Regions from separate parts of the Mus musculus genome. Here region 1 is linked to region 2. The links are chromatin contacts, called in public promoter capture Hi-C maps. All regions are on one chromosome and are shown on one strand. Each heading gives the region's core, a stretch centred on a gene start, on an enhancer-like site or on the middle of the called end of the contact. The rest is flanking DNA. Distances are from core to core; before and after follow the strand shown. Region 1 holds the start of Larp1b (La ribonucleoprotein domain family, member 1B). Region 2 holds the start of Actl6a (actin-like 6A).

Evidence for each region. Capture Hi-C pulls out chosen DNA fragments and counts their contacts.
Region 1: a contact with region 2 is called in a promoter capture Hi-C map of liver, with 2.6 times the contacts expected there. The contact joins the promoter of Larp1b here to the promoter of Actl6a in region 2. A contact is called at or near these places in 1 of 484 Hi-C or Micro-C datasets (CD8 T cells) and 1 of 9 other capture datasets (liver).

Annotation. Positions count from the first base shown.
Region 1 is chr3:40,944,821-40,951,947 of GRCm38.p6, reverse strand. Larp1b (La ribonucleoprotein domain family, member 1B) reads right to left here and starts at 1,298. Exons shown (of 10, transcript NM_001040399.2): 1 at 1,264-1,298.
Region 2 is chr3:32,707,268-32,715,225 of GRCm38.p6, reverse strand. Actl6a (actin-like 6A) reads right to left here and starts at 6,680. Exons shown (of 14, transcript NM_019673.2): 1 at 6,346-6,680; 2 at 3,282-3,358; 3 at 2,951-3,125; 4 at 609-709. The coding sequence starts at 6,370.

The DNA of each region.
Region 1 (7,127 bases), core at 49-2,548, 8.2 Mb before region 2:
AGACTTGATATACCATGTTCTCTTCACTTATTTAGCAATGGTAGTAAACTGCTCTTTTCAGCAGGCCAGAATTGTACTAATACAAGATGGAGAGCAAAACTCAGTGCTTTTGTTTTGTTTTTCCTTAAGGTGTCAAAATTTAGTAAGAATTAATAAGGAGAGCAGAATGTCTATAATCCCAGTATCTTGAAGAAGACAGTGACGTGAGGATCAAGAATTCCACAACCCCCTGGGCTACACAAGTAGATAGTGTTTCAAAAAGCAAGCAAAATAACAAAAGCAAATAAGTTAGTGAGCATTTCTGCGTGCAAAACCTAAGAAACTAAATTGGTTCTGCGTGCAAAACCTAAGAAACTAAATTGGTTCAACATTTATCTCCCCCTACAGGAGAGATAAAACAATCACAATTGTACAGGATCCCTTCACCGCATTTGACCCTCACAACCCCATAAACATGCTCAAACTTCGGCTGTTCCACCAACTCTCCCCAGACCAGCGAAAACTTGCCAACAAAACAGCCGCAATTCCCACAGAAAAGTTCAGTTATTTTAGTGCAGTTTTATTAAAAAAAGAAAAAAAAAGAAAAAGGAGAGTTTTACTCAGCATTTCCATTCTAACTTTTTTCTTTTTGACTTCTCTTCGAACGCCTAATCCTCTACATCAATCGGCATACGCCACCAAATACAAGCCAGTCTTCATTTTACTTTCTAACTGCAGTTGCTGCAACCCAAATAAAGCCCCAAGGGCCATATTGCATGGGTCAGCATTCGAACGCAAAGGCACAACCCAATTGCTAACGCGCAGGCTACCGTGGGACCAGCTGTGCGATCCGGACTCTGAATCAACTGTCCTGTGTCAGGCATTCTGAAACACAACCACACAACCGCAAAAACACCTAATACCAGCTGCCTTCACAGCCACATCTACCTAGCAGCTTTTCGAGACTTTCGTTTCACCACCTCACTTCAGGAGCCAGCCCAATCGGACTTCCACTTACAAATCCGCTCGTCCCGACTCGCCTCTACTCTGTGTCAAGTTCCCGGAAACTTTTCCACGGTATTCACCGCGTCTAGGACGCCGACACGTGAAGGCACGAGCCCAGCACAGCCCCGCTGCCCAGTCACCCACGTCGTGCCCCTACCCGTCAAGGAGAACCTGAGGTCCCACCTCTTCCTGTCGCTCCCTCTCCTAGATGTCCATTTATGTAAATCGGCACGGTGAATGACACCTAGGAACCAAACACCTCCCGCGGACCGCACTCACCGGCCTCCGGGGAGTCCTGAGCGGGCGACGGCACGCCGGTGCCCACGGTGGACAGGTGCTGCGGCAGCTTCTTGGTCCACGGGTTCCCCTTTGGCGGCGGCGGCGGCGGCTTGTCCTCCGGGCCGGCTGCCGCTGGGTCCTCGCGGGCGTCCTCCGGTGGGTCCCGCGGTGCTGGCGGCGGCAGCGGCGGCGGTGGTGGTGGCGGCGGCGGAGGCGGCGGCGGCAGCGGCGGAGCCTCCCCGCCGAAGGGACCCCCGGGCGCACGCGCCTTGTGCGCCAGGTGCAGCGCCAGCGGCCTCACGGGCACGGCCGCTTGCGGCACGCTGTGTCCCAGCACGAGCGCCGGCGACGGCTCTCCCCGCGCACCCGCGCTGGTGGCGGCCGCGGCCCGCTCCTCCCTCGCCTCCTTGCCCTCCCGCTCGCCGGGCGCCGGCTGCTCCGCCCGCCGGCTCGTCGCTGCCAACAGCGCGTCCCGGTCTCCGGCCACGGCGGGCGGGTCCTCCCGGGTGGCAGCGGCGGGCACCGGGGCGCGAGCGGACATGGCCGGCCCCTGGCCCCAGCCTCCTGCCCAGCCGGGGGCCGTCCGGGTCCAGGGAGCCCGGCCGCCCCTCTCTCCACACGGGGGCACCGACCCGCTTCGGTCCTGGGACGCGGAACCCGCCCGCCGAGGCGTGCAGCGCCCGGCGTGCCCGTCCTCCCCGCCCGCCGAGCGGAGCGCTAACCGCCCGCCGCCTGGCCTCGTCGCAGCGCACGGCCGGAGCTCGCCACTCGCGCCGGGCGCGCCCGAGCCGCGAGCCCTCAGCGGGCGCGGGCGACAACGCGGCGCTCCAGCCAGTCTGAAGGATCTCTGGCGAGCTGCGGAGGCGCGCGCGGCCTGAGCCGGTAACTGTCCCTGAGGGCGGGGCATGCAGAGGGCGAGGCAGCCAGGGGCGGGGCGTGCAGAGGGCGAGGAAGGCTACTGGGCGGGGCGTACAGAGGGCGAGGAGGGCCAATGGGCGGGGTGGCCAGGTAGGCGGGGCGTTTATAGGCTGAGGCGGGCCGATGGGCTGGGCGTGCGGAGGCGGAGGCGTCCAAGAGGCGGGGCGCGCAAGGGGAAAGGCGTGCCAGTGGGCGGGGCGTGATGTAGGCAAGAGCCAAGATAATCAGCGTTCAGTAGGCCAGGTGCCCAAGGACCAGGGCGAGGGCCAGTCAGGGTGAGGGGCGGGGCGGGTAGAGGGCGAGGCAGGTTAGGGGGCGGGCACCCTGGAAAGTGACGTGGCCACTTGCGGGCATTCCCTAAACGCTGCGGGCGACCGCGGCCTGTGGAGTCTTCCCGAATGCGGCGGGCATGGTTTGATGAGAGCCCCGCCCTAGCGGATCGCGAGGATGAACCTGCTACGCTTGGGGAGCATCTTACGTCTGTGACCCAGGGACTAGGAGGACAATCTTCAGGAACCAGGAGGACCAGAAAGTCCATTTGCGCTAAGGTGAAACGCTTCAGGCTTTTCACGAGGGCGGGTCCTCAGGACCCAGGAAAAGTTTCCCAGTAACGATGTGGGCTCCAATAGGCACTCCTGATCCGGAGCCAAGTTCAAGTGAAGACCCAGCCTCGACATTACAAGAAGTGCACTTGTCGGTCCTGATTCTAACCTACAGACAACGAAATGATTCTTTAGTGCTCTTGAGTAAAACGAACACTAGACATTTCGCCACCTTTTTCATTTTTCATTTTTTTTCAGTGGGTTTTGATGTTTTCATCAAACTAAGTCTCCTGTAGCACAAGTTGACCTCGATCTCGAGGCTGGCCGTGAGCCTACCATTCTAGTCCAGGTTGCCCTGGAAGCCATCGATTTAGACCAGTCTGGTTCTGAACTCAAAGGAATGCACCTGCCTTAGCTTTTGAAATGGGATGACCAACAGGCATGCGTGCTACCCACCAGCTAGTCTTGAACTTTTTTTTTTTTTTAAGATTCTTTTAGAGTCCCTAAGGCTAGTATTAAAGCATAAGGACCACACCCAGTTGGCTTTGTACATTCACTCTGTCTAGATTTCTTTTTTTAGATCCGCCTGCCTCTGCCTCCCAAATGCTGTGATTAAAGAAGCGCACTGCCCAGCATGAATTGTTCTATTTTTAATCACAAGAATGCGAGTACGTGTGTGTGCGTTTGTGCACACACACAAGTGTGCAGGTGCCCTTGATTACCAGAGGTATTGGATCCTCCTTGCGCTGCCGATACAGGCTGTTGTGCCCAGCACGGTGCTGGGAAGCCAGAGTGTAAGCGCTCTTAGTCCTCAAGCCATCTCTCCAGCTCCTTTGCTTTGAACAATTGACTGAGTGAAAAAAGAGCTACAGAGGAGAGGACATGACTGCTCCTAGGCATGGTGGAGGAATCTAGAGTGGACATGACCAGACTGAGACTGAACTGGAGGCATGTGGAGAGGAGGGGGGGATGGAAGAGGGGAGAGAAAGGGACAAATTTTAGCAGCCTGGAGGCCAAAGGTACAAAAGGGACGTGCAACCAGAATGGCTGCATTATAATAAGGGAAGAGCAGCCCAGTTGCCTGGGCTGGGGAGTCCAGTGTAGGGACTGGGGGTATGGCAGCCAGGAGGGCCCTGTAATTGTTTGGGGCTGAAGGATGCCTGGAGAACCTAGCTTCCAGGTCCCCATTGTTAAATAGGCACCTCAGCCTTTTGCCCCGGGGATTTGAGATTTAACTTTGACCTTTACTCCAACTCCCAAATGCCTTGATTAGAGGAGGGGAGCCATCACTCCCAGTTAATTTCCCAGGCTTTAATCTGTAGGAATTGCACTGGATCACAGTTTAACTATGTTCCCACTGTTGCTCCCCAGTGATGGGTAGTGACACAGTACAGATAGATAACATTTTGGGAAGCCTAGCAAGTTCTTTCTTTTTAGCATTGAAATTTGATCTGAGGTGATATTGGCAGCACATGCTTCTGGTTTAATGAAGTTCTATTCTGCAAGGTCATCATTGAGAGCTATTCTTACTGGTGAAAAGGTTTTCTCCACCTCACGCCAGCTCCAACCCTGTTGAATAGTGTACTCATGACCTCACACATTACGTCAGCTATAAAGTGAGGCTTTGCTGTGACCCTAAGCAACCTCCTGAAACTGGTTGCTAGTCAATGAGGACTATACTTCAATCTGTATTGCCCAATGCCAACTTTTTTTGTTTTGGTTTGGTTTTTGTTTTGTTTTGTTTTTGTTTTTATTTTGTTTGTTTGTTTGTTTTTGTTTTGAGACAGGGTTTCTTTGTGTAGCCCTGACTGTCCTGCAACTAGCTCTGTAGATCAAGCTACAGACTGGCAGAGATCCCCCTGCCTCTGTCTGACAGAGATGCCCCTGTCACCTGAAATGCTGGGATTGAAGGAGTGCACCACCACTGCTTGGCTGCTAGCTGTTCTTGTAATCAGAGTTAGTTTGTTTTTTTCAAGACCTGTTGGGAAATACTAAATTGTATAAAATTGTACCAACAAGTACTAGTCAATGAGATTCTGAACACATTGTATTTATTTATTTATTTATTTATTTATTTATTTTTTCGAGACAGAGTTTCTCTGTGTAGCCCTAGCTGTCCTGGAACTCACTCTGTAGACCAGGCTGGCTTCGAACTCAGAAATTCGCCTGCCTCTGCCTCCCAAGTGCTGGGATTAAAGGTGTGCGCCACCATGCCCAGCTGTGTTTATTTTTTACCATCAGCTTATTGAAATACAAGACTGAGTCAGGGGAGGAAGAGGAAATAGGATAGTGTCTCTCTAAAATTCCATTTACTTGTGCTGCTGTGGATATTTGGTGTATGCATGTGTATGTGTATGTGTGTACACACGGGTACGTGTATGTAGGTCAGAGGTAGACTTCAGGCAGCATCCACCCATTTCTCTTTATTTATTTATTATTTTGATGTAAATTCTCTCACTAGCTGGAACTCACCCACTAGGCTGGGCCAGCTGGCCAGTGAGTCTGAACCTCCCTGGTGCCACCATGTTTGGTCCTTTTTTGGACATCAAACTCAAATCCTCATAAGTACTTTTCTGAGCTCTCACTCTAGTTCTGGATTGTATTTAAAGATTACAGACTTCTCAAAAAAAAAAAAAAGTTTCAGCTGGGCATGGGACACACACCTTTGATCCCAGAACTTGGGAGGCAGAGGCAGGCACATTTCTGTGTCTGAGGCCAGCCTTGTCTACAAAGTGAGTTCCAGGACAACCGTGACTATACAGAGAAACCCTGTCTGGAACAACTCCCCCCCCCCCCCCCCAAAAAAAAAGAGACAGACAGACAGATTCTTAAGTCAAAGTGAAGGATGAGAAAGAAACAGTGTTTCTAGAAACAGTATTTGTTTTGCCAGTAGAGAATTGAGAGCAGTTGTAGACTCCAGAAAACAGTGGCAGGGGTTAAAGCCTCGATTGTAGTGCATTGTTACTTGGACAGAAGCTGGCTGGCTATTATCTATCTTTCAAGTACTTAGAACTCTTGCTTCCTCCTCCTCCTCCTCTTCCTCTTCTTTTTTTTTTTTTTCTCAAGACAGGGTTTCTCTGTGTAGCCCTGGCTGTTCTGGAACTCACTCTGAAGACCAGGCTAGCTTCACACTCAGAGCTCCCCCTGCCTCTTGCTAGGCAACTTGTGCCACCGCTGCCTGCCATACCTGCTTCTTGTTAAGAGCGTTGATGTTTTTGTTCTTGTTCACTCTAGCCTTTTTCTTTTTCTGCTCTTTTTTATTTGTTTCGTGTTTTGTTTCTGAAGAACAAGCAAGAAAACTTTTATTAAGAGGTAGAGCCGGGGCTGGAGAGATGGCTCAGCAGTTAAGAGCATTGACTCCTCTTCCAGAGGCCCTGAGTTCAATTCCTAGTAACCACATGGCCCTCTTCTGGTGTGTCTGAAGACAGCTACAGTGTACTCATATAGATAAATAATTTTTTTTTTTAAGAGATAGAGTAATACCTCCCTAAGAAGGGTCTGGGAAATGGGTTGTCCTGTGTTTTATTTGGTTGCTTTGTATTTTTTGTTTTGTTTTATTTTGGTTTGTTTATTGTGACAGAGTTGCATTAAGTAGCCCAGCCTGCCCTGGAATATGCTATGTAACCTAGACTGACTTCAAATTTTAAAATCTACCAGACTTAGCCTCCCAAGTTCTTCCTGGAGCTGTAGTTATGTGCTACCCAACTTGGCAATCCTCCTTCTCCTGACCTTGTACTAGAGAAGTCTAACTTCCCTAGATAGTAGCAGTGTGCAGACTTGCCCTCTAGCATCTGAATATTAGAAAGGTCTGAAGATATGGAAGTTCACAGTCCTCGTTCCCTAAGTCAAATCACCAAAGCTTATCAGCAGAGTTTTTTCTCTACCTGTCCTGTATTTCTAATCTTTGCCCTTTTAGCCATAGAGATAATAAGCAGCAGCCCTCGGGGTGTACTAGCTGGCCCCAGATTCTCTGAAGATAGTCCATACCTCTGTAAATGGTCCTTTTAACAACTTCAAATTATGCATTCTGAATGTTCCATCTGTTACTGGCACCCTAGCTGAGCCAGTTTGCCATTGCTAACCGCCATTTTGTTCCTTGACTTTTCCTTTATAGCTAGAATATAGCTTATATCAGATTCTTCCTCCATTTCCTAGTTCAAAACCATGGAGGTTCCAGACAAGGTGTCAGGCACTTGTAATCTCAGCTACTCAGAGATGTGGGAGGATCACTTAAACTCAGGATTATGTGGCCAGCATGGACAAATGTGGAGATAGATCTCTGTGCCTAAAACAGTGCTGGAAGTGAAATGTCTGGGGTGCCAAGAAAGCACTTGGCCATTTGTGCCCATTTTTCTAGTAAAAATAAATGAGTCACTAGCTGATCTGTGAATGATTTGTTCTTGA
Region 2 (7,958 bases), core at 5,431-7,930:
GTCCTAGAAATAAAGACTTTCCAAATCACAAGAAAATGAAGATTCTACAAACAAAAATATTCTTAAATATTAAATCTAATAACCAAAATCCTAAATGTGAATTTTCAAACACCCAGGCATCCCACTTGTAAAAAGCTAGAAAGCACTTCTTCCTCTAATGTCTTACACACACCAAGGAAAGCTCGGTGTGTGGTACACACAAAGCCAATTATTTGTTTGCTGAAATAATGTTATAACCATAATCAAAATTAATCTTTCCTCAAATTTACAAACTCAAAATGTAAATTTTGATGACTCTTTAAAAGAAAACAGAGAGCCAGCAAGGTGTCTCAGCAGGTAAAGCCTGTTTTGTCCCCAATCCTGACAACCTTAGTTAGAGCCTGGGATCCACACGGTGGAGAGAAGTGATACCCTCCAGCTGTTGTCTGACCTCTACATGTGTGCCTGGCACATGAGCGAGCACCTATGTGTGTGTATATACACACATGATAAATTAATAAATAAGTGTATTTTTTTCTAAAAAAGAAAAAGAAAATCTTCGAATGAGCAGAAAGTGAAGGAAGAAAAAGAACATACACTAGTGAAACTAGAAGAGAAAGTGGTCTCACCGGTGCTTCCGACATGAGAACAGGATGCAGGCTGGCTTCGGATTTGACATGCATCTTGTATGTATGATCCAAAATGGCCTGGAAACTATCCCAGTCTTCAACTAGAACATAAGAGTCAGAGCGTGAAACGAGGCTTAGCTGATGAATGAATGAGCAAGCACCATCTAAGACAAAAAGACTGCTCCTATGACTTCCAGTTAGTATCTCAATATACTGAATCTACTGTGTAACACAGCACTTTACAAAACAGGCCAGTACTGTACTCTGCATATAGAACCTAGTTTTGGTTCTTATAGGCAGGCCTCTCAGATCTACCTCAAATATAAATGGAGTACTTAACAGGTACCCCAAATATAAATGGGGTACTTAACAGACACCTAGTTCTTGCTAGAGGCCATTTGGGTGATCAGAACAGGAAAGAGGACAGCGGAAAGCAGCTCACAGGCTAGACACAATTATATCTAGAGCTAGGAAGAAAACAAAAAGCAAAAACATACTATGTGTTAGAAAAATAAGGATTTAAAGGAATTTAAAAAAAAAAAATCTATAGAGTAGCTAGACATGACATTGCACATCTCTAATCCCAGCACACAGTACTTGGGAGGCAGAAACGGGCAGTTCTCCATGAACTCAGGGCCAGCCAGGACTACAGAGCTGGGCCTTGTCTCAAAAAAACATAACAAAAGCTGGCATCCCCTCAACCCGCTCATGAGTCACTAGTTAACTGGTGACACTTCCACTGGACAATTAGTATTACCAATTAAATGTGACCTTTGACCGTACTTGGTACTACTGATTTCAATGGTTTACAAATGTTTTCCCCACAGACCCATATGATTTTTTTTTAAGTCTGTGGACTTCACCAGTAGCTGGGACCAATGCCTCCCTTGGGGGAAATCTCAACCCACCTCTGAGAACACTGGCCTCGACTTGACTCTGAGTCTTAAACTTCTCTTGAATTTTCCCCGCCCCTAATTTAAGGCTGTCATTCTCCTTCCTGAGCACTCATCTCAACTGGTTAAATATACTGGGCAAGTTTCCCACAGAAAGCCTCTTACAAGTTCCACGACCTCTCTGGGTCACACAGTGCAGTTCCACACCTTCAATGTTTCCCCATGACTTAGTTGACCTGCAAACTAGATCATAACCAATGTCCCACACACTCACTTGCTATGTGGAGGGCACAGCAAACCTGACCCTGCACTGGCGAGGCACTCAACTAGTCTACAGTCCCCTGCACTGGTGTGGCTTATGGTGATCACTGCTTCTGTCCTGTGTTTCTACACCTTTGATGTATGACAGGCAGAGGTGGTCCTATGTGACCGGCCCTCAATCAAAGCCTTACAGAGTCGCTGCTGAACTCCTTGGTAGACAATCCATGCACGGTTACATTGTGCAGCTGAGGCAGAAGCACACTGTATACCATCCACAGAGAAGACCTGGGTCTCCCCTCGATTTCATCCCCTTTCCCTTTTCCTTGGATGCTGTCCTCATGTGTCGTCAGTGTGGTCACATGAGTCCTCCTATGAATAGTTTACCTCAGAATTTTATCCAGAGACAATGACATTTCTGCCTGCCTCCCTTTTAATTCTGATTTTAGTGAATATTACCATTGATTCATTACCTAAACCAAAACTCTAGGCAACCTTACTTCTCCTGTCCTTTCTACCTCCTCAATCTCCTAGTGCAGCCTGCCGCCTGGATCCTCAAAAGCCACTTCAGAACTTCTGCTCTCATTCTCATCAGAAACCTTCTCCTCTTTTATTACTGTCCTGTCTACAGTGCATCCCTCCAGCAGATTCTACGTACTGTCAGCAAGTCTTTCAGAGTGGCAAAGATGACAGAGCACACTGAGCCTTACATAATTCCCACAGGCCAGCTTTCAGTGACTATTTCAGCATGCTCCAGAGGAAGACCGCATTCTCTGCCTACCTTTCCTGCAAGTGACCTAACACAAACAATGCCGCAGCCACATCTGTAAAGCATTTCAAAGATAGTTCCCTCACAACTCCCATCTCATTACACAAGCTGGTGTTTTTCTGATTTTCTCAGCCTTGCTGGCCAGTTGAATTCCTATCCATGGCTAAGACTCCGCAGCTACCTCCTTTATGAAATCTCTGATCCCATTGTTTCCTGACCACACCCACATCGCTCTTAACCATGTGCCCAGCATACAGTTTTCTGTGCATACACCAAACTCTCCTGATTAAGTTTAAGGGAAAGAAACACTTCTTATACATTTTTGTATTCTCATTATCCAAAATATTACTTTATAGAGTTAAAACAAACAAACAAACACTTGTTCATCTTGCAAGACATTGCGGTTTACAGCTAATTCATACCCATGCCATTCTTGAGTGGTGAGATGGCCTCCATGTTCTCCCTGGGCACGCGGAGGGCATTGGTGTCTATGTAGTAGGTGGGCCCGCCCTGCTTGCCTTTGTCACCATCAATCTCCATCATTGTACTTCCGTCATCTCTCTCCAGCACCACACCGATAGCCGTGGGGAAATCAACCTGGGACGTTAAAATATGGCGGGAAGGATCAGCTGCTCTCGGGAGGGGCTGTTTCCAGTGTCTACCTTCAGTTTTGCTTTGAGGTTCTGCTTGAATTTAATTTTGCACAGATGACTCTTGCCTACCCAAGTAATTCATTCATATCATTGTTCTTACCTTAGGGCAGTCCTCGCCAGCATAGCCAGCCCTCACTGTGTACGATCCAATGTCAAAAACAAGAGCGCCAACTTCATCTGAAGAGATTAAAAGAGAATTACTGAAGAGATTAAAAATAGAATTGCATATGCCTTTAATCCCAATAAGGGAGGCAGAGGCAGACAGATCTCTGAGTTCTAGGCCAAACTGGTCTACATAGCTAATTCTGGGACAGCCAGAACTACACAGAGAAACTCTTGTCTCAACAAAGAAAAGGACATATTTTATGTATATAAAATGAAAATTTAAAACTTTGTAAAAATCCATTACATTCACACATGATTAGCTAGAATCTAGTGTTTACCATTGTTGTTTCAAGACAGGGTGTCTCTGTGATCTTACGTGTCACAGAACTCACAAAGATCCTGTCTCTGACTCTCAAGTGGATTAAAACTATGCACCACCATGTCTGGCATGAACCTAGTATTAAATGCACCTTCAAGATGTATTTAATTAAAATATGGCAAGTCATACTGTTTTATCAATGGAGGTTTAATCAGGAAAGCCATGGTACACTGACAGCAGGTAGTAGTTTCCTTACTAAAGGAACTAATTATAAACTTCTATAGTCCAGGTACAGAAGGATGAACAAAGGACTGCCCTCATAATCCTTAAACTGAGGAAACAAGAAGAAACTGTTCCCAGAACCTAGAAGGTTTCTGCTGAGAGCTGTGGTAACAGCTGAATGATGCAGAGCTAAGCTGCCTATTCAGGGAGGGAGGGCCAAGCTCAGATTGCAATCCCAGGAAGACTCTATAATGCAGCATCCAAATTGGGGCATTTTAACTTGGGTGGGGAACACCAGCTTTTAACGATTATACTAAAACAAAAAGCACAGGCAAAAAGTATAGTTACCCTACCATCACCAAATCAAAGTTCAAAGCTGAAACCAGAGGCTGAGAAAGCCCAGAGGCCATCTCTACAGGCACAAGATGTGTATAAATGACAGCAAGGGAATCTGGTGGCACAAAACAAATCAAACAAACAAACAAAGGAAAGAAAAATAAAAACCACCGAATACATCCTAGTACAATTTCATCAATTATGGGGAATTATGTTTTGTTTCATGAAATGAAGAAACACAGCAAAATATGAAAACTGCACAGCATGGAAATTAGAGTGTAATTTATACAGGCCAAGTAAAAAGCATTTAATGAACGTATCATTTAAGTTACACATTCCAGACTTTAGGAGACAGTTTAGTGGTAAGAAAAAAGCTGGCAATCTTTTTCAGTCTAATTTAGAGAAAAGCCTCCATGTATATTTTCCAAATACTTCACCCCAAACAGCAGGCCTCCTAGGATAATGCACTTGGGTTTCTCAGTACTGGTTTTTCAATGGGGTCCCCCTCAAAATTTAAAACACTAATCCTACTTACCTACATTACTCAAATGCTAAGGCCTTAAAAGTTCTTCTGTTTCTCTAGTTAAAGCCAATCTATGCCCAATCTACCCAGTTTGGTGCTAGTTACAAAGAGGCACCCAAAGAGAATCACAGAGCTATTTAGTTTAGACATACCCAGTTTGGAGAAATTCCTAGTTTAAAAGGAGATGCATATGCAACTGTTTGAATGAAAATGTCTCCTATAGACGCTGATATTTAAACATCTGGGCCCCAGTTGGTGGTGCTGTTTATGGAGGTTTAGAAGATGTGGGCCTTGATGTAGGAAGCTGTCACTGGGGGACAGGCTTTGAGTTTAAAGCCCCCACTATTTCCAGCTGCTTCATGCTTGAGGTTGGACACGTGAGCCCAGATTCCTGCCCCACCATCATGCCTGCTGTTAGCTGCCATACCTCTCTCAAACTGGACTCTTACCTCTCTGGAATCATAAGCTAAAGTAAACTCTTTCTTCTAGAAGCTGATTTTGTTTTTTTGTTTCTTGGTTTTTTTTTTTTTTTTAATCACAGCAACTGAAAAATGACTAATACACTATGTGAGATGGGTAATTTACTAACTTCTCTGCTACAGTTTAATCCGAAAAATGTATTTAATACTTACCTCATAGGATAGGATGACTAAATGCCTTGAATGTTTTAATGTATAAAGCACTTACAGTGCTGACAAACAATAAGCCGATAAATATTAGCTAACGGTAATTATTACTGTCACACTTCTTGCCAGGGAAAAGACTACCGTTCCTAGAGAAACTACTATAGTTTATTCTCAGAAAACCCTACACAGCAGTTAAAATGAGTGGGCACAGATCTACTGACTCAATGCAGATATAGATTTGTTAGTGTGAGGATACTATTTAACTCTTGATGGGTGCGTGTTACCTGTACACGGCAGAGAAAGGAATACCCCTGCCTCATCCCAGAAGCAATTTGCTCCCAATTTACAACGAGTCTTTAAACTTTGAGCTGGTTGTTTAACTCTTGCCAATATTTTTTTCTTCGTTAACGTGAGGGATGGCAGCACCATCTCCTGTCAACATCCCCCCTAGAGGAGAGTCTCTAACTAGGTAACTACTCTTAAACAAAACAGTACTTAGAAGCCTTGTTTTCGTTATCGCCGATCTAGAAAAGGCTCCCGCCCAGCCGGACAGGAGAACTGCAGCCTGTACCTCAGGGATCCGCTCATCTGGGGACCGAGCACGCCTGGAACGATGTCCAGGCTGTAGTGGCTGCTGAAGGACCCAGAGCAGCAGCCGCAACACCGGGCGCCACTCGCACCCAGTGCCAACCCCGGGGGCCCGGAACCTCCGCGAGCTGCCCGGGACCAACGCGCGGCGGAACCGGTACAGTGAGGGACCCGGCGTGCCAGGGACTGCCATCAGAGCCCAGCCGGTAAGACGCGCCAAGGCCCTTCCTTGAGGCCATCTCGGAGCAGCGACGGGACAAGCCGGAAACCTATTGCGCGCCGGCCCGGGTCCGAAGAGAAGGAGAGGCCGTGGCCCATACGGGGACCGGAAGCACCGTCCAAAGACCGGAAGGGCCCGCCGAGGACCGGAGGGAAACGGAAGCGACTAGGGACCAGGCCGGTCGTTCCGGTCCGCACGCCCCGAGGCGCCGCTGCGCTCACTCACCTCCGCCGTACACGCCGCCGCTCATGGCTACTGTCTGGCGGGGACTGGCCGAAGACTACCGGACGAAAGATAACAGCGGCGTGACTCCTCTCCCTGAGAACGCCGGCCCCGCAAGCCTGCAACTTCCAACGCCGCCCCCTCCGGCAACAAAGCAGCGGCCGCACGCCCGCTGCACAGCCACTCTTGCTGGTTTCTCGTATCAACCAATGACAAAGGGTCCGGCTTAGTCATTAGCCAATCAGAGTGTGGCGCTGCTGCATCCCCGCGCGGTTTAGCCGTCTTAGCCAATGGAAGGCATCCGTAGGGGCAGGGAGAGGGAGAAGCGACAGAAGAAGGGAAGGTGTTGGGGTACGGGCAGGAGGGGGCGGAGCTTCGCGGGCGGGTGAGGTGGGTGGAGCTTCGCGAGCGGCCGGTAGGGTGGACCGAGCTTCCAGGAGCAAGGCGGGGGGAGTGGGTGGAGCTGTGCTTCGCGCGCGAATAGAGTAGGAGGAGTCTTAGGTGGGCGGGCGAGTGGGAGGGGCTTGGTGCAGGAGTGGGCCGGGTTTCGAGAGTGAGTTAATTAGGTACTGGGAATTAAGAGGCTTGCCTCAGGCCATCAACCGCTCTGGTTCTAAAGGATGGCTGCTCCCCAGGAGCCAAAGGAACTTGAGTGCAAGGAATCTGGAACTTGAGTTAGTTACCTGGGAGAGATCCCTGGCCTTTGATTGTGATGAATTCGGAATTTTTTTTTTTTTAAGCAGAAATACTTCAACTAACATTTATACTTGAAAAAGAAATGTGCACTTCACTTTGAATTAATCAGCAAATCAGATATAATAATAGGATCCATCATTTTAAACAATGGCTATTTATATTAAAAGACAGTACATTTTTCCAGCTAGATTTAGATAGCATTTAAAAATCATGACTTCAGTTTCTTTCATTTCTGTGAAAATCATTCACCAAGCAAGTGGAGCACTATTCAAGGAAGCACCCATTTGTAAATACCTCCCCAATCCGTGTCTACTGTTCTTAGTCTACATCTCTATCAGTGTCGCCCAGAACACTGTCTTTTCTTACCCCAAATTACTGCAACAATTTGTCCCTCTGCTTCTCTAGGCCTTAGATAGCCTGATCTATATAACCAAAGGCCCAAACCAGTCCTGCCATTCCAAAGCTCAAGTGTAATGTAGCTCTGTACCTGGTAGCAGTGCTTAAATTGAAGTGTCTAGGGTCTAGCTACATAGTGGCTACTTGTAACCTTAGGTGGGTTGAATAAACTCTCATCCATTTCCCTGCCATTAAGGTGGCAGGAATTGACCTGTCTGTCATAGGTTCAGGAATAACGCTAGTAAGAAAATGCTCTCCCGTTCACTTGACACTGTGTGCTGTGAGCTGACAGTGATGGTTTGGATTTGGGTTTTTTGAGAGAAAGTCTCACTGTGTAGGCCAGGCTAGTCTCCAAGTTGTAATCCTCCTGCCTCTGCCTCCTTGTACTGGAATTATAGGCACATGCCACCGTGTGTGTATTACTACATTTTAAATGATTCAAAAACAGTTTTAAGAATACTATGATACTCCCATGTCAGAAACCTTGTGCTGTGTTTTACTGGAGCATAGCCAAGCTTATTCAC